Linked DNA regions of Mus musculus: all the other regions are linked to region 5. Evidence: chromatin contacts called from public Hi-C and HiChIP or PLAC-seq data. All regions are on one chromosome and are shown on one strand. Each heading gives the region's core, a stretch centred on a gene start, on an enhancer-like site or on the middle of the called end of the contact. The rest is flanking DNA. Distances are from core to core; before and after follow the strand shown. Region 1 overlaps Il31ra (interleukin 31 receptor A). Region 2 has its middle 17 kb from the start of Gm33905. Region 3 overlaps Ankrd55 (ankyrin repeat domain 55). Region 4 overlaps Il6st (interleukin 6 signal transducer). Region 5 overlaps Map3k1 (mitogen-activated protein kinase kinase kinase 1).

The links. Hi-C and Micro-C count contacts between places; a contact is called where the count stands out from the background. HiChIP or PLAC-seq counts read pairs in DNA pulled down with a chosen protein or histone mark.
Region 1: a Hi-C map of bone marrow-derived macrophages shows a contact between it and region 5, with 16 read pairs. The contact joins two enhancer-like sites. A contact is called at or near these places in 1 of 15 datasets of contacts at CTCF or cohesin (the NIH/3T3 cell line), 75 of 484 Hi-C or Micro-C datasets (the 3T3-L1 cell line, the AML12 cell line, B cells and 45 more), 4 of 115 datasets of contacts at active chromatin or transcription factors (embryonic stem cells, fibro-adipogenic progenitors and large pre-B cells) and 1 of 9 other capture datasets (embryonic stem cells).
Region 2: an H3K27ac HiChIP or PLAC-seq map of microglia shows a contact between it and region 5, with 4 times the contacts expected there. The contact joins two enhancer-like sites. A contact is called at or near these places in 6 of 115 datasets of contacts at active chromatin or transcription factors (double positive thymocytes, embryonic stem cells, large pre-B cells and 3 more).
Region 3: a contact with region 5 is called in an H3K27ac HiChIP or PLAC-seq map of microglia, with 7 times the contacts expected there. The contact joins two enhancer-like sites. A contact is called at or near these places in 1 of 484 Hi-C or Micro-C datasets (Sertoli cells), 2 of 115 datasets of contacts at active chromatin or transcription factors (embryonic stem cells and microglia) and 1 of 9 other capture datasets (embryonic stem cells).
Region 4: a Hi-C map of bone marrow-derived macrophages shows a contact between it and region 5, with 17 read pairs. The contact joins two enhancer-like sites. A contact is called at or near these places in 3 of 15 datasets of contacts at CTCF or cohesin (the NIH/3T3 cell line, hippocampal excitatory neurons and large pre-B cells), 56 of 484 Hi-C or Micro-C datasets (the AML12 cell line, B cells, the C2C12 cell line and 36 more), 3 of 115 datasets of contacts at active chromatin or transcription factors (astrocytes, differentiating embryonic stem cells and embryonic stem cells) and 1 of 9 other capture datasets (embryonic stem cells).

What each region holds. Positions count from the first base shown.
Region 1 is chr13:112,527,824-112,532,004 of GRCm38.p6, reverse strand. It overlaps Il31ra (interleukin 31 receptor A), which reads left to right. Exons shown (of 17, transcript NM_139299.2): 13 at 191-337; 14 at 1,586-1,726. Among named protein-coding and RNA genes, the nearest start is that of Il31ra, 51 kb to the left of the region's middle. Within about 2 kb of position 1,929, at least 33 of the 459 cell types and tissues checked have an H3K27ac peak or open chromatin away from gene starts, as enhancers often do. A contact at or near this core is called in bone marrow-derived macrophages and granulocyte-monocyte progenitors, where this site is marked.
Region 2 is chr13:112,426,148-112,430,906 of GRCm38.p6, reverse strand. No RefSeq gene overlaps it. Among named protein-coding and RNA genes, the nearest start is that of Gm33905, 17 kb to the right of the region's middle. Within about 2 kb of position 3,161, at least 78 of the 459 cell types and tissues checked have an H3K27ac peak or open chromatin away from gene starts, as enhancers often do. A contact at or near this core is called in memory CD8 T cells, microglia and thymic regulatory T cells, where this site is marked.
Region 3 is chr13:112,328,220-112,332,670 of GRCm38.p6, reverse strand. All of the region lies in intron 4 of Ankrd55 (ankyrin repeat domain 55), which reads right to left. Among named protein-coding and RNA genes, the nearest start is that of Gm41065, 25 kb to the left of the region's middle. Within about 2 kb of position 1,275, at least 117 of the 459 cell types and tissues checked have an H3K27ac peak or open chromatin away from gene starts, as enhancers often do. A contact at or near this core is called in microglia, where this site is marked.
Region 4 is chr13:112,506,187-112,510,964 of GRCm38.p6, reverse strand. Il6st (interleukin 6 signal transducer) reads right to left here. Exons shown (of 17, transcript NM_010560.3): 17 at 4,105-4,778. Among named protein-coding and RNA genes, the nearest start is that of Il6st, 45 kb to the right of the region's middle. Within about 2 kb of position 3,049, at least 31 of the 459 cell types and tissues checked have an H3K27ac peak or open chromatin away from gene starts, as enhancers often do. A contact at or near this core is called in CD8 T cells, DN3 thymocytes, bone marrow-derived macrophages and 1 more, where this site is marked.
Region 5 is chr13:111,776,242-111,781,079 of GRCm38.p6, reverse strand. All of the region lies in intron 1 of Map3k1 (mitogen-activated protein kinase kinase kinase 1), which reads left to right. Among named protein-coding and RNA genes, the nearest start is that of Map3k1, 30 kb to the left of the region's middle. Within about 2 kb of position 2,244, at least 97 of the 459 cell types and tissues checked have an H3K27ac peak or open chromatin away from gene starts, as enhancers often do. A contact at or near this core is called in CD8 T cells, DN3 thymocytes, bone marrow-derived macrophages and 5 more, where this site is marked.

The DNA of each region.
Region 1 (4,181 bases), core at 680-3,179, 750 kb before region 5:
GGGGGGGGGGGGAACCCAATCTCTACAAACAAGTTCACTCCTCAGTCCCCCGGTTCAACTTCCTTATCCCAACCCCAGCATTGTGGGTTTTGCCTGAAACAATGGTAGCAGCTCTAGGGCAGCGGTTGATCTTCCGGGATGTGATTCAGCCTTGGTAATTTTTTTTTTTTAATCTCCCTGACCTCTGAAGCTCCATTAAAAGGTCCTGAGACCAGGGTGGAGAACATCGGTCTGAGGACAGCCACGATCACATGGAAGGAGATTCCTAAGAGTGCTAGGAATGGATTTATCAACAATTACACTGTATTTTACCAAGCTGAAGGTGGAAAAGAACTCTGTAAGTGGGCACATGGCCAGGCTGAGCAAGCTCAGTCCACCCCTCCGCTCCCCCCATCCCCGAGATGATGTGAATAGACCTGACACAGAGGTGGCTCCAGGGCTGTGACCGGCATAGTCATCCAAACACTTAGCTTCTCTGTGCTTCTCTGAAAATAGAATCGAGGGCACTACCTCAGGAGTTACAAACGTGTAAAGAAGTCCTGAGGAGGACTGGGAGGAGTTGATAGGACCTCTCCTGCTCAGTCACAGAATGGGTGGGTCCCCTCAGACTTTTCTGACCATTGTTTTGGGTGGGATTTGCCCATCTTAAAGAGTAGATTTGTATGCAGGGACAGCCCTTGTTTGATGGTACTTGTCTTAGTGCAGAGCTCTTTAAGTGTAAGTTCTACCTCCCATTGCCCAGAGCTTTCTTTTTGAGTCCACAGTATCTTCTGACATCCTAAGCTCTGGGCTAGGCTTGGATTTCCGTTTAGGCTAAATTTGATTTTTATTACATTATAGTACACGTAATGTAAAACTTGGTACTAAATATTTGAAGGTGTATAGTTCAGTGATCTTAAGAACATTTACCAAATTGTGTAACCACCACCGCTCTTTTCTCCCCCTCCATGTGGAAGCTCTGTGTTCTTTTAATCAATTGTTCCCGGGCCCCTCCTCCCATGGCCTCTGGTAACTACCGGACTCTGCCTATAGATTATTATTCAGATTATTTCACAGAAGTAACAAGGCTGGGGAGGCAGCTCAGAGCCCGAGCATGTTTCTAGCATGCACGAGGTTTTACGTTCACTGCAAAATAAAATAGGTTAACCTTACAGCCTGAGTTTTCCCAGGGGTATCTCATTTAGAAAACTTTTTCCCCTAGTCACTAATGATATCAAGCACTCGTCTGTTGTAGTTATTGGCCACTTGCATATCTTCTTCAGAGAAAGAACTTCATCACCCATTTTAACATTAGATTGTCTTTAATGAAGTTCAGTTTAATATTGTTTGGGGTAGTTGCTTGTGCTTTGAGTATCATATTTTATAAGAACCCTCCATAAATTCAAAGTTGTGGATTAGTTATTTGGGCTTTTGAAGGGTTTTATACTTTTAGCTCTTATGTTTAGGTCATTGATGCATCTTGGTAGACTTGTTTTAAGTGGAAGTTGAGAAGTTAGAATTGCAGGTCAGGGCACCCTGGGTCAATGCGAACACACATTTTCAGTTTGGCTTGCTATACTAGATCGGTTTCTATTTTTCCTTTCAGCCAAGACTGTTAACTCTCATGCCCTGCAGTGTGACCTGGAGTCTCTGACACGAAGGACCTCTTATACTGTTTGGGTCATGGCCAGCACCAGAGCTGGAGGTACCAACGGGGTGAGAATAAACTTCAAGACATTGTCAATCAGTGAGTACTGGCTTCAGGCCTCATTCTGGAGTTTACTTCGGGTTGGAAATATTTGACAGGAGCAAGGAGAGCCAGCAGAGGGCAGCAGAGCATGGCTTCTCCTGCTCTCTCTGGCTCACTCACCTCCCAGGAGTTACTGAGGAGCTGGCAAAGGGAGGGCTGAGTTAGACCAACAGGCCATTTTGATCCTTGCTGGTAAGCAGCCACAAATAATCTTAAGATGAAGCAAGCAACATCCACTTCAGCCTCAGCCACGTCAAAGGCTGTTGCCTGAGCTCACACTGCCCAGTTCCTAAATGTCAGGAGTTGTGCAATAGAACCTGGGAAGGAACAACTGGTTGATCAGAGGTCACTGACAAGGGACTTAATGTTACCATCTGCGGTGGGGCTTTTGTTTCGTTTTGTTTGTTTGTTATGTGTATTCAACTTATCAGCTTTTACGTTGAAAACATGAAAAGCAAGACAAATTTGTTAGATATCACATATAATGTGAAATATAATAGTTTAATAATTGAGTAGGAAAGCTGAGGGCATGTAATAGACAGAGGGAAAAGAAGAGGAAAGCCAGTCTGGTCTACAAAGTGAGTTCCAGGACAGCCAGGGCTACATGGAGAAACCCTGTCTCAATCAATCAATCAATCAATCAATCAGTCAATCAATCAAAATTCAAGCAGCATTGACAAGTTTTGCAATAACTACTATAAACCAAAAAAGTCATCTTGATGTATCTCAGAAGCCCCTTGTTATTTATGTTCCTGAAGACTAAAGTAGACCGTGGCTCTGAGAACCATGAGCAAGATAACACGTTCTGTCCTGCAGCCTAACAATGCCTTCTTGGTATTCTTTTTGATACAACTTCTAAAATAACTTTTTTTTAAAAAAAATAAAAATCATGTTACAGCTTCAGAAGACTGGGTACAAGTTGTGTCAGCTCATGAAAATTTCTCTCAGGATCAAATTGAAGGCACAATCCCGTGCTGGACCCTTAAAAGTTCTCTCCTTGTTCCGTAGATTTGAGGACAGACTACTCTACTTCCCTCCTGGGTCCTCCACAACCCATTCTCCTTTTTATGAACGACTATTTATTATTATTATTATTATTATTATTATTAATGTGTATATGTGTGTGTCTGAGTAAGCTTATGTACACCACATGCCTGCACTGGTTAGAACAAAGTCTCGCATCGCTTGCAACTGGAGTTGAGTTGCAGGCAGTCGTGAGCAGCTGTGTGGGTGGAGAGAGCTAGACTTCTGCAAGAGCAGCCAGTGGTCTTATGACCATCTCCCAGACCTCTAGAACCGACTCAGGCACAGCAGCCACAGTTTAAAGTTCTAGATTTTCTGAACTCACCAGTTACAGCTTCATATTTTAAACAAAATACAAGCTACCCTCCCCTTACCTCATTTCCCATCACTTTCTGACTCGGTTTCTCTCCCTCTTCAAAGCTTTGCATCTCCCTTTGCTTTTCTGCAAAATCCAGGGCAGACTCTAGATTAGATCTAGCCAGGCAAGGTGATGCACGCCGGTCTCCGCACCCAGGAGGCTGAAACAGGAAGGTCTAAAATATAAGGCTAGATCAGCCTACACACAATGAGACCCTATCTGGAAAATTAAATAAGTGATACATAAATAAATAAATAAATAAATAAATAAATAGAAGATTAAGAGGCTAGCCTCCCTTCACTTTGCCCTAAGTACTCTATTTGATCATCTATTTTATCTGAAGTATTTTTAACATTATTCTATTACTTAGGGTCCTCTAGGAGAACAGAAGTGATGTGGTTTAAGTGATTGGAAGCTAGGTTCTTCAGCAGTGGCATTCACCATGCAGGGACCCCGGTAGCCACTCGGTCTGAGAAGTCTGAATCTTTAGAACAAGAGTAGGAGTTAAGGCCGCAGTCCCCGTCTAAAGATGGATGCCTGGAAGCTCTCTTCAGAGTTGTGTCCAAAGGCTGGCTAAGCTGAAGTTGGAAATCTGTGGATAATGACCACAGCAATCAGTGTTCGTGCTCAGGGAGAAGAGAACTTGGGTGCACTGACCGTCTTCCTCTTTTTCGACTTTTAGCCCATCTGGTAGTGGTATTGCCAGCCTATCAGATGGTATTGCCTGTGTTTAGGGTGGACCCTCCCCTAAGTGTTCTCCCATGTCAGTTCTTTGGACTCACCCTCACAGACACAATAGCATGCATGTATTTGCCATTCTGTAGGTATCTCTTAGTCCAGGCAAATTGACAAGTCAAAGCTTACCTGTCAAAGTTTATCGTGTGAGTTTTTCTACCCCAGGATATACGAAGCATGTGAGTGAGGATCTGATTTTTTTTCTTATTTGTTTGTTTTATTTCTCAGAATAATGGGGGGGGGAGGCTAATAGTTATGCTAGTAATTACTGACTAAATGGATGAAGTTGGAAGCTAACCCTGACAAACACAACAGCTATCAGTACATAATATGTAA
Region 2 (4,759 bases), core at 1,912-4,411, 650 kb before region 5:
CCACCATCACAAACATGACACATGCATATACCCACCATCACAAACATGACACATGCATATACCCACCATCACAAACATGACACATGCGTATACCCACCATCACAAACATGACACATGCATATACCCACCATCACAAACATGACACATGCATATACCCACCAACACAAACATGACTCACTCATATACCCACCATCACAAACATGACACATGCATATACCCACCATCACAAACATGACACATGCGTATACCCACCAACACAAACATGACTCACTCATATACCCACCATCACAAACATGACACATGCATATACCCACCATCACAAACATGACACATGCATATACCCACCATCACAAACATGATATATAATGGTTCTCTCATCATCCCCAAAAGTCCTTTGTACTCAAAACCTGCTCCCTGCACTTTGAATGAAGGAACCTTGAAAAGAATCTGTTCTTTGTCACTGTAGTCTTGCATTTTCCAGAATGTCACAGGAAGTAGTATACAGACGGGTTCTAATTATTCCAGGCCTTAATAAAATGCAAATGGAGAACCACCTTTGTTGGCTTTGATTCCCATGAGTATCAAGACTTATTGTGTGACAATACCAGCTTATTCAAATATTACCTAACTAAAAGACAATTTAGATAGTCCCAGTTTGAGATGACTGTGAATGAAGCTACACCATAGCTCATAATATGAACACATTTTCCTTTCGCTTGGAGAAATACCTAGGAATGAGCTATCCAAGAAGTTTGGAGACACATTTCCAGGTCCGCAGAATCACAGTCTCTTGGATATGGCATCTTAGAATACACAGTCTTAAAGTATCCCCTAGTGTGCTTTCGTAATGGTAAAGAGTGTGCTTTTGTGTAATGGGACTCCTTGGAAATAGCAGGGAGGGTTACGCAACATAATGTACTAAATGGCACGAAATGGTATGCTTTCAAGCAGTTAATGGCTGCTTTATGCCATATTCATTTTCTCTCAACTTGAAAAAAAATTAAAAACAAACCACAAAACAACAACAAAAGAAAAACCCTAAAGAACGAATCCACAATACCTGCATGCGCTGCTGGGACCTGGAAGCCCTAATCTTAGAGGTTGTACCTGGGTCGGTTTCATCTTACAAAATGTCTGACTTGTTTCAGCCTTTGAGTCTTGGTCCAATTTTCACCTACGTTTTTTTTCCTACAAAAAAAACAAACAAAAAAAGGCTAACGATTTTCTGGTGGTTGGCAGGTAAACTGTAACTGGCCCTGGGTGACTGCTCCTGGGTGAGATGGCCCAGCATCTGATCTCCGTTCTAGCGAGAGCGCTGAGGGCTCCACAGCTCCTGGACTGAGAAGTGCATGTTGTTAGTAACACCTGTACACTCTTTCTAGATGTTTTGCATAATGCCACGTTTTTACAATGGAAGTCATCCAGGGTGCTCTAAAAAGTCTGGCTAAGTAAAAGTCTTGTTTTCTTTCCATAAAAGAGATATCTAATATAATTTTTTTAAAAAATCAAAATGACCTAGACTGGAACTATTTTAAATTATCAAAGTTTTCACACAACGACTAGTGTACCTTCAAAAAAAAAATGGGACTATCCTTTTCTTAACTAATTTTATTTGAAAATAGATGTTTTTCATTCAATATGTTCTGATCATGGATAGAGATGGACCTAAAATTAAAAATTGCTGGGGAAACAGGGAGGGGGTTTTCCCTCACATTTGCCTGTCAAGGAAATGCCTCTCGTACTTATTCATTAATATTAATAAATAAAGTGCAATTCATCATTAAATAAAGTGCCAAAGTCACAAGATTATTAAGAACAGCAGCCCTAGAGTTTGTTAAGAGACGCTTTTACAATCATTGGTGTGTGTGTGTGTGTGTGTATGTGTGTGTGTATGTATGTGTGTGAGTGTGTGTGTATGGGTGTGTGTGTGTGTATGTGTGTGTGTGTGAGTGTGTGTGAGTGTGTGTATATGGGTGTGTGTGAGTGTGTGTATGTGTGTGTGTGTATGTGTGTGTATGTGTGTGTGTATGTGTGTGTGAGTGTGTGTATATGGGTGTGTGTGTGTGTGTGTGTGTGTGTATGGGTGTTTTGCTGACACGTATGTATTTGTACTCTGTGCATACCTCGTGCCAGCAGAGCAGAAGGAGATATTAGATCCCTCGAACTGGAGCCACAGATGGTTGTAAGCCGCCAGATGAGCGTCGAGAATCCAACATGGGTTTCCGTGAAGAGTAACAAGTCTAACTGCCGAGTCACACAATAATTGAAAATCTTAGGATTAGCTGCCTGTGAATTTGCATCCTTGTGGGAGTTTTGCTATTTATTCTCATGTTAAAGCCATCCTTTTGTTATTTTAGTGATTTTTTTTTGTTGTTTTTGTTTGTTTGGTTGGTTTTTCCAGACAGGGTTTCTCTGTGTAGCCCTGGCTGTTCTGGAACTCACTTTGAAGACCAGACTGGCCTCGAACTCAGAAATCTGCCTGCCTGCCTCTGCTTCCCGAGTGCTGGGGTTAAAGGCGTGCGTCACCACGCCCAGCTTTTTAGTGATTTATTTATCGTGCGGGTATGTGTGCATGCACATATAATTAATTGCACATGCTGCAGAGACCAGAAGATATCTTCCTTGATCACTCTGTGCCTTTGAGGCAGGGTCTCTCTCTCTCTCTCTCTCTCTCTTCAAACCCGAGGCCCACAATTTCTCAGCTATACTGAAATCCAACCAGCCTCAGCAAGCCTTCTTAGTGCTTGGGTTATAGATATGTACTCAATGCCCTGCTTGTTCTGTGGGTACTGGGATCCGAACTCTGGCCTTCATAATTATACAGCGAGGACTCTAAACTGCTGAGCTATCTCTCCAGCCCACGTTTTTCTTTTAGCCACGAAGATACAGCTGCTTCCTTAATGTCTAAATGGATGAAACCTCACTCGTCAGGACAAGGTACACTAGGGAATACTCAATAGTCACAGTCCTAGCTACATCAGAACATGGCCAGGCCTTCAGCGGTGAGAGAAACCAGCCACATGGTCACAGGAGATAGGATAGTGAGCTGTGAGGTAAGAACTTAGAACGATGGCACGTGAGACCCTAGCCAGGGATCCCTCTGCATCTTTAAAGATGAAGCAAGTCACACAGAGACGCAGAGGCATGAGAGAGAATGAAATACTCCCAGGAGCTCATACACGCCCACCCTCCACCAAAACACTCAAGTCTTTGGTCGGGCTCTGCTCTCTTACATCACTTCCTGTTTTTGACTTTGCTGTAGTACTTGAGCTTTGAGTGTGTGTGTGTGTGTGCGCGTGTGCGTGTGTGTGTGTGTGTGTGTGTGTGTGTGCGCGTGTGTGTGTGTATGTGCGTGTGTGTGTGCGTGTGTGTGCGTGTGTGTGCGTGCACGTGTGTGTGTGTGTGTGTGTGTGTGTATTGGTGCACAGCTGGAGCTTTACTATTAGCATGCATCTCTAGATCTCTAGTTAGCTTCTTTTTTTTTTTTTTTTTTTTTTTTTTTTTTTTTTTTTGGTTTTTTTTTTTTGGTTTTTTGAGACAGGGTTTCTCTGTATAACCTTCCCTGACCTGGAACTCACTCTGTAGACCAGGCTGACCTCGAACTCAGAAATCCGCCTGCCTCTGCCTCCCGAAGGCTGGGATTAGAGGCCTGTACCACCACCATCTAGGATGGACCCCTCACTTGCATTTTTAGCCATCTGTCAAACCTCATCTACGATCACCTTCTGGGATTTGTGTTTCTAGCTGCCTTGGGAGGAAGGAGATAAACCAAAAAAAAAAAAAAAAAAAAAAGGAGGTGACAGCTGGGTGTTGGACTCAAAATTCAGCTCTGTCCCTCTGGGTTTTCTGAGCCACTGTGATGTGATGACAACGGGCTCCTTCGAAAGATCAGATAACAGTCCCAGCTTTGCACCATTCAAGCAAAGCTTATCCCTAGAACCCGAAGATGACACACTTTCGCTTATTACTAGATTCAGGGGACCCTGGGCAAGGACTTCAGGGGATTTCTCTCTCTGTCTCTCTCTGTCTCTCTCTCTCTCTTCTTTCTTTGCTTCCTGGAATGGAACCTCCGCAGACAGATTCATTTCAGTATTGCAGCTTGAGATTAGATGCCTTTTCTACTTGCTGGCCTTCATCTTTGTTGTTTACCAACTAGATCTCACGAAGAGAAAGGCAGACAGCATTGTACTTAAAGCAGAGGTGGAGGGTGGCCTCAAAGGAAGCGTGGCTCTTACAGTGTCTGGGAAGAGAAAGACCAAGGGAGTCCCCACAGTCTGCTTAGATGGCATCTGACCATGAGCGATGGGAGGAAATGACTGCCCACCGTGTGCACTTCACCCTCCCGTCGTCTTCCTCTGCTTTCTCAGGCTGAGGACAACCCAGGTGCCTGTGCCAAGCATTTGGCCTGGGGAGGAGTGACAGCAACACAAACTTACAGGAACGCTGCCTGCCTGAAGACAGTTTCTCATCTCTCTTTCTCTCTCTTTGCTTCCTCCCAGGCTCTGGTTGCTTCAGCAGGGTCCACCCCAGGGGTGGGGGGTGGGGGTGGGGACTCTTCTGTCTGTCTTCCCTGGAGAACAGTCTCTCTTGACCTGTCTCCGCAGGTCTCTTTGCTCAGTCTTACTTCTGTCTCCTGCCCTTTCTTCAGAGCTGGGTGAAACTGGTCCTCAGCAGTGTGAAAGTGGATTCTTCATGTGCTTTTCATCTTGCTGAGTCCCGGCAACATTTTATCCTCTTCTTGCTGCGAGATTGAGGAGCA
Region 3 (4,451 bases), core at 26-2,525, 550 kb before region 5:
GGAACCTGTTCAAATTGCCTGCGATCTCAGAGCAGCAGCTCCGGGCCACTACACACCAGGTATCAGGACAGCAAACAAGGATCCCCAGCACCTGTCTTCTCTCACCTATGGCCATGACTGAATAACAAGAGATAGAGGACTGCTATTAGAATCCATGCTTCCTACCAACAATCCAGGGGCCTTGGACAAGTTATAACATTCTTGGAGCCTCATATGTACACTGCATCCTGCCCTTAGCCTATAGAGAGATTCAGGTTCTCTGGTTTGCATCTCTATATGTACAATGAAGAACATACCTTCTAATTCCTCAAGATTCGCTATAATTTTAAGTGAGTTAATGCTTATGATGAAGTCACTCTCATGTGCCCACCCCTAACTTTTCTATATTGGTTTATTTAAAAACAAACAAACAAGCAAACAAAGACCTTGTCGAGTCTTGTCTTTTCTGGGTCTTGTCTGATCACCCTCAGGTGATTCAGGGGGCAGCAGGAATCAGCTAAAGACATCATAGGAGCAGTTTCTTGACCCTGCAGGCTCCCAGCCCTGCAGCTCAGTGATGGCAATGAATGGAGATGCTCCCCCAAACCAGCCACCTCCCCTTCCTGTCCCTAATGCCACCTGGATGCAAGAGTGTGCTATACTGAAATATCCTCATCAGGCTACAGCATTAGTAACTTATAGGATCCCAAGGTAGGGAAACCTTTTGGCTGTAGTCAAGAGTGATGAAAAGATCCAGAACTGCTGGCAGTGTGGCAGTGGGGGAGAGAGGGATGAAAAAGAAAAGAAAAAAAAAATCTGCCAGTTACCATGGAGACCATGAAGCAGTCCTTCAGAGCCTGGTGGATTCTTCCAGAGAAAAATGTTTCTTGCCTTTCAGTGCTAGCGCCTACAGGGCTGTACAAACACAATTCTGTCTCTTTGAGGCTTTGTCCAAAGGATCCTGTCCCCACTTTTACCCAGTCAAGGGCACAAGGGAAAAAGCTCAAGAGAACTGAAAGGGAGAAAACTTGGGTTTGTTGAGAAGCTGAGAGCTCAGAGCAGGCACGGCTCCTCTGTGTTTGTCGGGCTAATGTATAAATCAGATATCCCTGTGTCTGCTCCAATCCCCACTGCCCTGGCCCTTAGCTGAGGATGTGAATGCAAGCCAATCAGAGAACCTGAATCTCTCTGTAGGCTACAGGCAGAATATAAGCGTCCCTCTGGACTGTTTAAAAGCAGCTTCAGTCTGAGGCTTTCTTGTTAATAGCCTCCAGTGAGTGTCACATGGGAGGAGCATGCTGTTTGAAAACGTAAGGGTCAGCAGATTTTTAAGCCAGTGTAAACAGCTTTTCTCAAGGTCTCTGGGAGGGTGGCTGTTCGTACTGCTTACTAATATGAAGAAAATACAGATGGATCTGCACTCACAAGTTGCAAAGGGAGTTTCTGGTGGAACTGAATAGCCTGAGTTCAATTATGCAGTCCCAAAGCAGTCTGTTTCCTTGAGTTTACACAACCGGGAGTGGATGTTCTTATCCCAGCATCCTTTGCAGTGAACAGGTATTGCATGATGCTACAGGGCTGTGTGCACAAATAACTGTGTGTTTGCATGTACCCTCTGCAGACCTGTGTCAAGGTGGGAACTGGTGGGGTGGCAATAAGGGATCCTAGTCTTTAGCGCTAGCATGAGATTGATATTCATGTCTGTCTACAATCACACACACTCAGCCTTAATGCTTTCTGAACACAATGTATTAGGTACCGTGATCAGTACTATGGCTAATAAATTTTCCTCTAATTCTGCCTCTCCTTACTTTCTAGAAAAGAAACTTATCTGCCTTGACATAGGAACTTGTCCAAGACAAAGGGGTTGGTCAGATGAGGCCAGATTCAAGTTTAGCCTGACTCCCCGCCACTCTTGACCTCAACCTAACAAGGATCTTAGGTGACATTTGGTTACATAAATAAAAACAAGGTGAGTGAAGAAATTAGTCAGAGAAAACCGGGGCAGACGATGGGAAGAAAAGATGACCTACAGACCTGTGTGTGTCATAGGCAGGTTTCAAACTGAGGTTTGAACTTTCTAAGCACAGAAAGTGAGACAGTGGATCATAAACCACACCACAGCGTTCCTATAACACAAATCCCATCTGATTTCTCTGGAGAAGCGGAGCCAAGCTGCCCTTAGCGAAACTTTTTTCCTGTGGTTTCTTATATAGGACTTTTGAAGATGCTGTAATGAATAAAATATGATCTGATTGTGAGCCAGTAAATTGTGTAAGGCTGTTGTTTCTCATAAGGCCTGGCAACACAGGCCAAGGGCTTGCCGATAAAATATGATCATTACAATAAACTCTGCAAGGCCCACAGTGGCAGCTCTCAGGAGGACAGCAGATTCATCGGGCAGGTTTTCCTCATGTGTGTCAGTTTGTTCCCGTATTTGTCACAGTCCCTCATCTGTGAAGTGAGGATACAAGTATGACTTTGTATGTGGTGTATTACATGGGTCAGAATTGAGAACGCTCTATGAATTTTGCTCAGAGCATGCTCGTAACAGTATCAACCTCCACATCACCATGATCTTCATCTTCATCACCACTATTATCTGCTGTTAATTTAAGTCAGACCTAAGCACTCGCTATGCCTGTCTGAGGTTATACCTATGTACAGCCTGGTGAGATGGCTCGATGGGTAAAGATGTTTCCTTCCAAGTCAGACGACCTAAAGTTGACCCCGAGAACTCACAGGAATGAAGGAGAGAACTTCTGAAAGTTATCCTCTGGCTCGCCATGTGCATTGTAGACACACACACACACACACACACACACACACACACACACACACACACACACACACACAAAATAAATAAATGAGTGCTTTTATTTTAAAAGTCATGTCCATTTAAGAAACTCGGCTCACATGCCTTAATGGAAGAGACGTGGCTTCTCCAGTGCAGTTGCAATGTTGGAAGATGCCTACAAAGCCAGACAAGGTCTCTTTCCTCAGAAAGCAATGCTAAGTGGATGCGAATGCTCAAACAGGTGGCTGCAGCCCAACTCTGTGACTTGGTTAGTTACTGCTTCAAACACCTAAAGCAGATGCAACTCTGCCATAAAACTTCTCAGTAAAATAACCACTAAGTATCTCATTTTTATCACTTTACACTCAGGAGGAAGCTTTTAGGATAAGCTGCTTCCCAGAGTGTCTGCAGGCAACTCAGCTACTTTATTTGCTGTCTATAGGTTGGTAAGGGTTTGACCCAATCCATTTTGAAGAAGACTAACACAAAACACTGCTTTCAAAATACTTAACGACAGCTTTTGGATTTCAATAGTTGAGCAGCATCGTAAAGCAGGATTTAACCATTCAGAATCAACTATCCCTTTACAAAAAGAAACTATCTTTAGCACATAGACGGAGGTTTATCGTTCTGGATTAAACTCATCAGAGGATGTTGGCTGGGTCATCAGGTATCCAGAGAAGAAAAAGCCTCAACTCTTTGCTTTCAAAGTTCTACCTATGTAGGATAGATCCTACAGTGTTTAGAGATACTGCGGTCTACGATGTCCATGGAGCTAGGTGGCACTGGTGCATACCTTTCATCCTAGCACGTGTGTGTGTGTGTGTGTGTGTGTGTGTGTATCAGGTTTATCTCTGAGTTGGAGGCCAGCCTGGTCTATAGAGTGAGTTCTAGGACAGCCCGAGCTACACAGAAAAAAAAAAGCTGTCTTCAAAAAAGCCAAAAACCAACCAACCAGCCAGCCAACCAACCAACCAACCAACCAACCAACCAACCAACCAACCAGCCAGCCAGCCAGCCAGCCAACCAACCAACCAACCAACCAACCAACCAACCAACCAACCAAACAGCCAGCCAGCCAGCCAGCCAGCCAGCCAGCCAGCCAGCCAGCCAGCCAGCCAGCCAACCAACCAACCAACCAACCAACCAACCAACCAACCAACCAGCCAACCAACCAACCAACCAAACAACCAACCAACCAACCAAACAACCAACCAACCAACCAACCAAGTCTATGGAAAAGGACATGCACTTGAACAGGGTTTCAACTAATTATTTCAATGGTTGAACCTAGCTGACTCAACTGATCTTGAATGTAATTTTGCTTAACTGACTTGAGGTGTAGATGACAGAGAGAACTTGTCATCGAAGTCTGAGTTCATCATTTCTGGCTCGGAATCACCAGAGGCAGAGCGATTGCCCTCCCAGGATTGTCTTTCCTGAGGTTCATTCTATTGAAGTGTGTGCAAATGACTAGCCCTTTTTAATGGAAGAAGAACAGATGTGACCGGTGACATTTGCCTGAGGTTTTGCAAGAATGAGCAAGGTATCTCTTTGCCCATCACCAGGTTAAGTGAGGGACATTCTGTGACCTTTGAGGATGCTAGCATTACAAGAGGAGAGGTGATCGGGTCCCTGAATCACCAGTAGAGGGGAACCAGCCACCACCTAGCAG
Region 4 (4,778 bases), core at 1,800-4,299, 730 kb before region 5:
TAGCTTCGGGGTGGGTCTCTGACTAAAAAGGGCTGAACACAGGAAGGCGTGGGCTGGCCAGTTATTACTGAGAACACATTTTCCTGCTCCCCCACCCTGTTGGTGCCACTTTCCCTGACAGCATCCAAGTAGAGATAGGATTGTTCAGGTTGGAGGGACCCAGAACCTTGGAGGAGGCCAGCAGTCTTGGAAGAGGTGTGTGTGTGTGTGTGTTATATGTATGACTACAATTAGGAGAGGGAGGCTTGTGTGGTGTATGGCTGTAATTGGGAGATGTCTATGTGACTCTAATTTCCCTGAAAGAGGAAGTGGACTAGTTCTCAGCTCCTGGCCATCAGTAGTGACTGAAGATTCCCTGACTAGGGTGTATTCTGTGGTCCCTGCTGCTAGCTCCACTTCCCCCAGCTCTTATAGATGGCCTTGTTGGCTTCGGCATGGGCCCTGACATCAAAACCTTCCTGGTTGCTTCCCTAGGGAGGAGGCTGGGTTTGCTGGACCCAGAGACAGGTTCAGTGGTGAAAGCTGTCTAGATGAATCCAGTCTCACAACTCGCTTGTCCCCGACCCCCCTTCTCCTTCCCCCGCTCCCCTAGGCTGGTTGCCTTTCTTTCTCAGGAGTCTTGGTCTGATTGGTCAGTTTTGCCTGATGTCTCTGTTCCATTTTTCTGTTGCTCTCAGCCCCCTTCAGACTTCACCCAGAGCAAAGAAACATTCCCAAATGGTCCCTCATCTCCCTTGGTCTACTTATCTCTCAAATGCTGGAATGTCCTTCTCAGAGTCAATAAAATGGAGAACTCAGAACATCTTCCACTCTCCTGTGGTGACAACCCTACCCAAACACCCACACTGAGCCCTTTGTATGGGAGAACACGTATGCAGTTTGTGGGAGAATCTTTATATATTCCTTTAAGAAAAAGCAAGCAGTAGGAGGCTGAACAATCCTCAGTAAGAGAACCATTTCCCTCTAGGGAAGCAGGATGATAATCCTTTTGAACAGGAAGGACTTTTATCCATGTACACAGTGCAGTCAATCAGCTGGGAGACTACATCAGAAGGCAAGCTGGGCTTGTAGTAGTGTGGGACTTAACCAAATATTCCAAAGAGAGGGTTTTGTATAAAGCTCACTATAGATTTGAAGGGGTGAGATTCACTCCTTGACTAGGTTGTAGGTGTGATCCACCATGTTTAGATTAGACTTTAGTAGCCACGACCTTTCCTTACCTAACTAGCCAACTTAGCTTTATGGCGAGGCAAACATGGACATACAGCAGCACAGGCACTGACAAGCCACAAGGTGGCGCAGTACCTCTATATTTGGTCCCTGAGCACAAGGGACCATGGACTGGGATGAAGATGCTGGGATTCCAGAATTTATGTAGTAAGTATGCAAACTGTCGGCTACTGTCATGTCTTCTGTTATTGAGGCCAACACTGTGTACCAGTTTATTCTAGCTCCTAGTCCATTATGCTAAAAGAGCATTTAACAAGTCATAAAACCCTCATAAAATATCATCTATACTAAGACCCATGCTAACCAACACCAGTACTGATAAATGCTGAAACGCCATACATGACGACACTCAAGACGGTGGTGACCGCAGACAGAAAAGACAGCAGCTTCTTTCTCAGATTTATTTAAAGGGTTAGAGATGATATAGTAAGACATTTATGGCAGGGTCAACATAAACATGATCGCTTTGGTTATACTTCGCACATGCAACTTACTACAGAGGTAACACAGGTACAAGCTTCCATGTGAAACTGCACGGGTGGTGGTGGTGGTGGTGGTGGTGGTGGTGGTGGTGGCAGGAAAGGAGAGAGAACTGTGCGCACGTGGAGTACAGCTAAGAGCAAAGGTGTAAGAAGCCATGCCTAATGCCTACTGCCGCGCCAGGCTAGCAAAGTGCATTTGCTTTAAAGTCTATCACACACAAGCATTAAGGCTACAGAGCTTCCAACCCCTCCAACATCCCTTTCTTTCTGGCACGTCACATTGTCCTGCTTACGTAGCAGCACTTGCAGTCTGCAGCAACCAGACTAAGCGAGCAATCACAGGACTAAGAATTCCTACCCAACCAGCCTGGTACATTTCCATCCCAACCCTCCCTCACCAGCATTGACAACTGGTTAAGTAAAAGGAAAACAACAACAACAACAACAACAACAACAACAAAACCAAAACTGACCAGTTTGTGGGAGCTTACAGGTGGCAAAAAGCCCTAAGAGTTAGACCGAGTAACATCTGGAGCCTGCCATCACCTTTTCCTCGTTAACTGAGTGAGCATATGCTAATCTGCATGTGACAGGAAAACAAACTTTTGTCTATGAACTACTTATACCGTTTGCCATTTGATGGCTGTGTTCTAACTCATCGAAAGGCACATTTGAAAAATGCAATCTTACCTGGGCAAAGTAACCTACCAGCAGTACCTATAGCCGAAAGCTAGCCCAAGAGGTTATTTTTAATAATTGACCTTTACTTTTTATTTACTTTTTTTTTTGCAGCTTATTGATTCTACTTATCTCATTAAAAACTTTACTAGACAGAAGTTGTGTTAAAAACTTGCTTTTAAAAGAAACTCAGGGACATGAAACAGAAGAATGAACGTAATAGGCTAAAGTCTACTGGCTTGTTCTACTTGGTTAATATATGTCTATAACAATGAGGCATCCTATGATTACTAGGTCTAAATTTATGCCATAATTTACTAATTATGTGAGTAGAAAAAAAGAGACAGCTTTAAAAATAGTATGTGATGTCTAATTAGCAGTCCTACTTTTAACAGCTTTGATAGTGTCCCATGAAGTGGAAACGTAAGTGTTCTTTGGAAAGTCAGCTGTGTTGGATGTTTTGCTAAAGCAGACACGAGAAGGAACGTTTCGCTGAAGTGGACACGGGTGAAAGGATGCTTTGCTAATGCATGTGAACGGGCAGGTGATGGGTTCTTTGTTCACTACATGCCTCAAGTGTTGTTGAACTCCATCTGTTGGGCCTCCATAGAGAGAAACACTAAAAACTTCTGATGTGGTTCTGGTGGCTTGCAGCTTCCGCAGACGCGGGCTGATTGGCAGAGTGATGTCAGCTGATACAGACTCACACACAAGACCCGAGGTGAGCCCAGGCCCGAGGACACTTGATATTTGGAGGGAGTATATACAGGACTCAACGGATGGTGATGGCCTTACATATCTTCGTTTCACTGAGAGGCACAGCTGAGAACTTCGAGTTCTTCCTGCTTGACTTGTGCTGAGGCCGAGGCCTGGCCATTCCTGCTAGTTATGCCACTGCTGCTGCTATCCTGACACTACTACCGACCTGGACTGCTGGTGTAGCCTTGACATGTTTGCGAGTGGATGGAGCTGCCACTGCTGACCTGTCAACTGAACAGCTGATTTTCTGACAGTGCACACAGGAGTTGCTCCAAAGAACCATTTTTTAAACAGGTCCACTTCCCCCACATCCTTTCTTTTCCACTACCTCTGGTGGGTGGTGGGCTACAAGGGAGGCTAAAGCATTTAAGAACCATTATTACAATTAGGGTTGAGGAAAAAAAAAATCAAAAACTACAGTCCAGTAAATCCTTCTACCTCTTTAACCCTTTAAGTTCACAATAAGAACTACAGTCTCACCAGACAGTGGTGGCACAGCAGGCAGGCGGATCCAGGACAGCCAAGGCAACACGGAAAAATCCTGTCTTAAAAAACCAAAATACCACAAACAGAAAAACAAAACAAAACAAACCCAAACAAGCAAAAACAAACAAACAAAACCCCCCCGAAACCGTCCATCCTGGCCGAGCTGATGACCACAGCAGAACTGTGCAGAGATGGAATGATCTGAAGGCGGGAGAACGAGGGGGGCAGGGGCTGCACTTTTCCTACTTCTGCTTCTCTGTGCCCCCGAGTAGTGACTCATGCTTTTCAAAGGACTGAGATTTTATGTTTGAGTGAGGAAAAGATGGGAACGCTAGGTTTTGTAACGGCGACTCAGCATTAAACCTTCCTTTTTCTTTGAGTCCTCGAGAGGCAACTGCATGGGAAGCAGTGGACTAGCCCTGGCCACAAGCCAGGCTGCTCTCTGGTGCGCCTTACACTACATTTTTACACACGAAAGAATACGAGCCCACGGGCAGAACTAGCTTTATTAGACGGTTTTACAGAAAGACGCCAGATTACTTTCTCTGCTACCTAAGGTACAAGGTACAGCATCCAGATTATTCTAAAACATGCTCGAGCGAAGTCTGTATTCAAGATGAACTTTAAGATGGGTTTTCTCTTAGAGCAAAGGGAGGTGCTCCATGGTACATCTTCTAAATGAACGTTCCTGCAGTGAGCACACCCCCTCCCTGCTGGCGGAGGCCCTGGCTCCCTGGGACACTTTCTGTCTGGGATTTAACGTGCCAACTTGCTTCCAGGAGGCTCTTCCTTCAGTGGCCTCTATGTTCATGCCTGAACTCACGCTGGGCTACCATCCCTAGCCAGTACAGACTTCACACTGCAACGTTCACAGCACCACTGTCTGATATGAGGGAAGTCACAGCTGAACATGGATAGAGTCCCATAACTAGACTGCTTACTGTGAGAAGATGAGAAATTCAGCAAGTGTTAACTTCCTGGCAGATATATACATAGAAAACTCAGTCCTAACTGGGATCAGGCTTTGACGTCCAACTTGAATGGCAATGGTGCCAGCCTTGTAGTGTGAATTCTGGTCTCTCTGCCCCTGACCTGGCCTTCCTGTGCCCGACTTTCACCATCTCCCTTCACTTCCGGCATTTT
Region 5 (4,838 bases), core at 995-3,494:
CTCTATCTGCACACGTTCCCCTCTAGTTTAGTAGACCTGTCAGTACTCATTTCTTTTTTGTCACCGGTAGAAATAACTGACGTCGCGGCTAAGCAGGTTTGGTTTGGTTTTATTTTATCATAGGAACACAGCTCGTGCGGCGCCCTGTACTGAGTGAGGCGTCCTCACATATCCACCACTCACTGCATACTTCCCTGGCTCTCTCTTGGCCCTTTCCGAGGGTCCTAGGCTGTTCCCTTGTTCTCCTTGCTCCTTGGTGTGTGATTTCCTGCTAGAGTAAGCTCTTAGACCCGTCTGGGAGCAGTCTGTGTCTCACGGAACCCGGGTCTTTCCCACAATTTCTCTTCTGGACACCACAGGCATGAAGAGTCTCCTTAGTACAGCCACCCAGAGTCTACACTATTAAAGTAGTTCCTATCTGTGCTAATGAATGACCTGTGCTAAGCAGTAAGATTGTGTTGGGACACTAGTAGTAGCTGCTCCTGCCACACAGGAGCACCCTAATCACAAGTAGAATTTGTGTACTTCTCAAATTCTGGTAGTAAAATGGATGCCACTAAGAGAGAGAGAGACAGAGACAGAGAGAGAGAGAGGGAGAGAGAGAGAGATATTATTAATATAGCCCAGGCTGGGCGTGAAGCTTGCAATCCTCCTGCTTCAGCCTCCCAGGTGCAGTTGTGCCCCAAGCCTGGTTTATAAAATCAGGTTGCCTGCTGAGCCATCCTCTAGGACACAGTTAACCCTTTGTACTACTACGTAGCCTATCAACTTTTTAAAAAATGGTAGGGTTCTGAGCGTCATTGAGCGCCATGTCTATGTGACTTCGTTGTGCAAAGCTGAAATCTGAGCCCGTTTTTGGGATTTTCCCAGAGACTAGAGTGTATTAGGGTGTTTCATTCCAGACTAGGTGGTTTATATTTGTAGATTAATTTAGGAATAATGAAAAAACCCTCTTAATAAATACCATTGAGATCTTGGCTTAGCTGGTTAAAGAATCGTGAAAATGCTTCCCTCACTGAGACATGCCTGTGGCCCTTGGGAGTTACAGCCTGTCACTTGGGGCAGTATTAGGCTAGCACTAATTGTCTAGTAGCTGCAGAGGGACCCAGTGCAACCCTCCTGCCTACTTTTATTGTTCCTCCCTCGGTAGCTAAGTCCTCCCGGAGTCCTGACTTCTTTATTCTATCTGCGCCTACAGTTTTGTTTTACTTAGTTTTTTCTTTGTTACTCTGATCCCACTCTTTATGCAGTGACACTTTTCAAGCATCCTACTTTCAAACTGCAAGATGTCCAATACCATCTCGGTATAGAGTGTCTTTGAACCAAGGCACACTCTTGGACCAGCCAACTATGAACTCAACAGGGAGAAAGCCCCTGGGGACTGCCCCCCACCCCTACACACATACACACCTCTGATACAGTATATCAGTCCCAGCACACTTGGCTCCTCCCATAGGAAAGTGCTGAAAATGCAGTCCGTCCTGTAAGATCTCCCAGTGCTGTGAGGAAACCAGGAATTTAGATCGCGTTGCAATGGATATGTAGCCTGCTAGGATAGAATAGCTAGTGACTACAGAATACTGTAGGGAATTTTGTATTAAAGACGTGAGGATAGGAAACTTTGCAGATTGCGTGTGTGTGTGTGTGTGTGTGTGTGTGTGTGTGCAGACTATCTGCAAAGACATGTATAAATTGTCAGTGTTCTTAGTGCTGTAAGAACGGGGCGTGCCTGGCGTGTAAGGCACTCCAGGAAAGGGGCCTGGCTTATGGAACTGATGAACCCATAGTAAGCTGCTTAGACCCAGACATTAATATAATCATAATAAATAATATAAAAACGACCTCTTCCAAGACAGAAGGGGACTCTTGAAGCACCTAGAGTTTCACAGCCGTACTCCATACGTGTAGAAAAAGCTAGGGAAACCTAACATCAGGCTGAGGGGTTTTAAAGTTCTAGATCCAGCATAAAATGGCCTGGGCTCCATGCACCCGGATCAACAGGAACAGTCCTGTCGGCTAGTGTTTGCCTTTCAAACTCATGTCACTGCAGCCTTGTTCTTGCTCTAAGTCTTCCAGTAGTTCTCCCCAGAAGTATTTTGGCTTTACTAGAATCAGCTAACTTAAAAGGTCAGACATGTATAAACTATTTTAGCTAAAAGCCCGTATGTTTCTAGGTAATAACAGCCATGGTACACTACCCCCCACCCCACACAGTGTGGTTAACCAGCCATCAGAAGTTCCTAGTAGCTTCAAGGCTTCCTGACTATAGTAGCTTTGGTTAAAAAAGGAAGCTCGCATTCTACTGTAGCTGTAGTGTTCCTTGGCTGGCAAGTCGTTGCTGTGTACATGTGCACACACAAATGCCTGACCACTGGAGACCCTGCTGTCTGTCTGTCCGTGGATGGACGACAAGCTAGGAGCCTGCTGTCTGTGGATGGAGCACAGGCGAGGCTATGAATAAACCACAGTGTAAGCACGGGAGGAAGATTTGGTTCCTGCTTTCCACTTCAAGGACAACGGAAGCAGTGTGTGTGTGGGGGGGGGGGGGGGGGTGTTTGTTTTGGTTTTTTTGTGGCATGAAAAATGGGATGTACTGCATGTTTTGTTTTGTTTTTCTGAGATCTCAGCGTTTGCAAATTATACCATTTTACAATCTATGAAGGAAAAAACGGTCACCTAAAAATTTACATGTCATTGCTCAGAGCCATTCAGATTTCAGATGACAGAGTGTAAAAAATGTGCATTTTAGAATTAACTATACAAAATACTTATGAGAAGGCTAAAACTCTTTGTTTATGTTTATAGATTGATTTAGGAATGATGAATTCTCTCAATAAATAACATCAGAGTTCCAGACGTAATCACAAGTGCAGAGTGATAAAAATACTAACATGGAAGTCATTCAGGGCTAGAAGTGGTAGGGAAGCCCTTAGGACTGCTGAAGCTGTTAGTAAAAGATAACTCGTTTCATCTGAGGCAACGGTCACTCGGTACTGCCTGTGCTCTGATGCACAGTGGATCGATGAAGCGTGTGCCTCCGCGTGAGGAGACGGGAGAGAAGCAGGAGTGTGAGCACCTATCTCCTCTGAGCTGCTCCCAGCCTGAAGGAGGCTCCCTGAAAACGCCCAGCAAGGGACCCTCACTTATCAAGGCTCCAGGAGGAGACAGTTGTCTCCAGTAGAGTTTGCAGTTGGAGGGAGGAGGAGACATGTTTGTAAGTTGCAGTGATCACTTTGAAGGAGAAAGAGCTGAGCTGGGAAAGGGTGAACTGACGCAGTCTCTGAGTGGCTGTGTAGAAGTGAATTCAGTGAGAAGTCAGGTGGGACATAGCCTGTCCAGGACACCCCAGAGCCTTGTGTCCTGGGGCTGGAGAAAAGGCAGGAGGGTGAGCCTGGGAGACTGGGGTGGCAGTGAGAATAAGCCAGCTCCAGAGACCCTGCCAGACCTGCGCGCCCCGTCTCCCCAGCAGTTGTTACTGCAGCCTGGAACCTTGTGACTCTTCATGGCTGAGGGGTTGCCCGAGGGTCCTCCGTTGGTTTCCTTCCAGAGCCTTGATAAGCATGCCTTGCTTAGAGTTTTAAGGAAGCTTCCTTCAGGAGGAAATAGGTACCCACTTTCTCCTGTCTTCTCCCTTTACCTCCTGTCTGACTTTCTTACATCCTCTTTTACTCTGTCATCACCATCGTCATGGTAACAACATCACAGTACGGAATCAGCAATGGAAACAAATCCTGCTAAGTAAATGAACCGTCATTTAAGCAGCCTTTCCACCCGGCGTTCCCTCTTGCTTAGGAACCTTTTTTTTTTTTTGAGTAGCAGGATGTCTGCTTTGTAGCCTGCCCTGTCTTTTGCAGGATTCAGGTCAGATGTAGAGTGTCAGGTCAGATGTAGAGTGTCCTTTTCTTCCCACGGGCACCTAGTCGTTTCCGACTGTGTCCTTGCTGTGTGCTGCTTGGGCCACAGTCTCGGTGTTTCATTGGTGTCTGGTGAGCACACCCTCGCCGCTCCTGTGTACCTTGGGTTTCTTTTGTTTTGTTTTTGTTTTGTTTTGTTTCTGTTTGTTTGTTTCACTCAAGCTGCTGCTTCTGAGTTGTGATTAACTGGAAAATTCCCTGACAAGTTCGAAGTTAGCCTTCAGGAGTGAGTTCAAGGTCATCGTTTCTGGTGTTTCTACGAGCGTTTCCCCTTCCTGTCAGCGTACAAAAATCATTATTCTCTAGCCTTACCGGGCTTTCCAAAAATAGCTACTGAAGTTAGCCTAGAATTCTAAAAAATGGGTCCTTCTCCCAGAATACAGGTGCTTAGCCGTCCCCGGGAGCCAGGCTTTGAAGCCTGCGCGCGCACGCATATTTGTGCACGCACACCAGTGGGGATGGGTGCACTTTGCAATTAGCGGTCTTGCAGAGAATGGTGCTTTTAACTACTAGACTTTGTGTAATTAGTTCCCTGAAGTCCCTCGCTTAAAGATTATCTTCATTCTGGTAACTCACTATTATAAAGTGAAGGTCAAAATGTTCGTAGCAGGTCCTTTCCACTCTAGTTATGAAGTATACACCAAGAGCTTCGTCATAGTGATCTTGTTCCAGGAACACGCAGACTTGATCGTGTTGTCTCAGGATATCGGCATGAGTCCTTAGAAAATCTAAAATAAGGGTAGTCGGGAGCTTTCCAAATACCTGTTTCTGGTATATCGTAATATCGGTGTGGTGGGCGGGCTTTGCTAAAGCAATAGCTGATGTTTTGGATTTGTTCTGGCATCTACTAAGAAAGGAGCTGCATTTGTATATTATTAGGAAGCCTACAACTTCTAGGTAGAACCTCCTCTTGTTAGAGATACC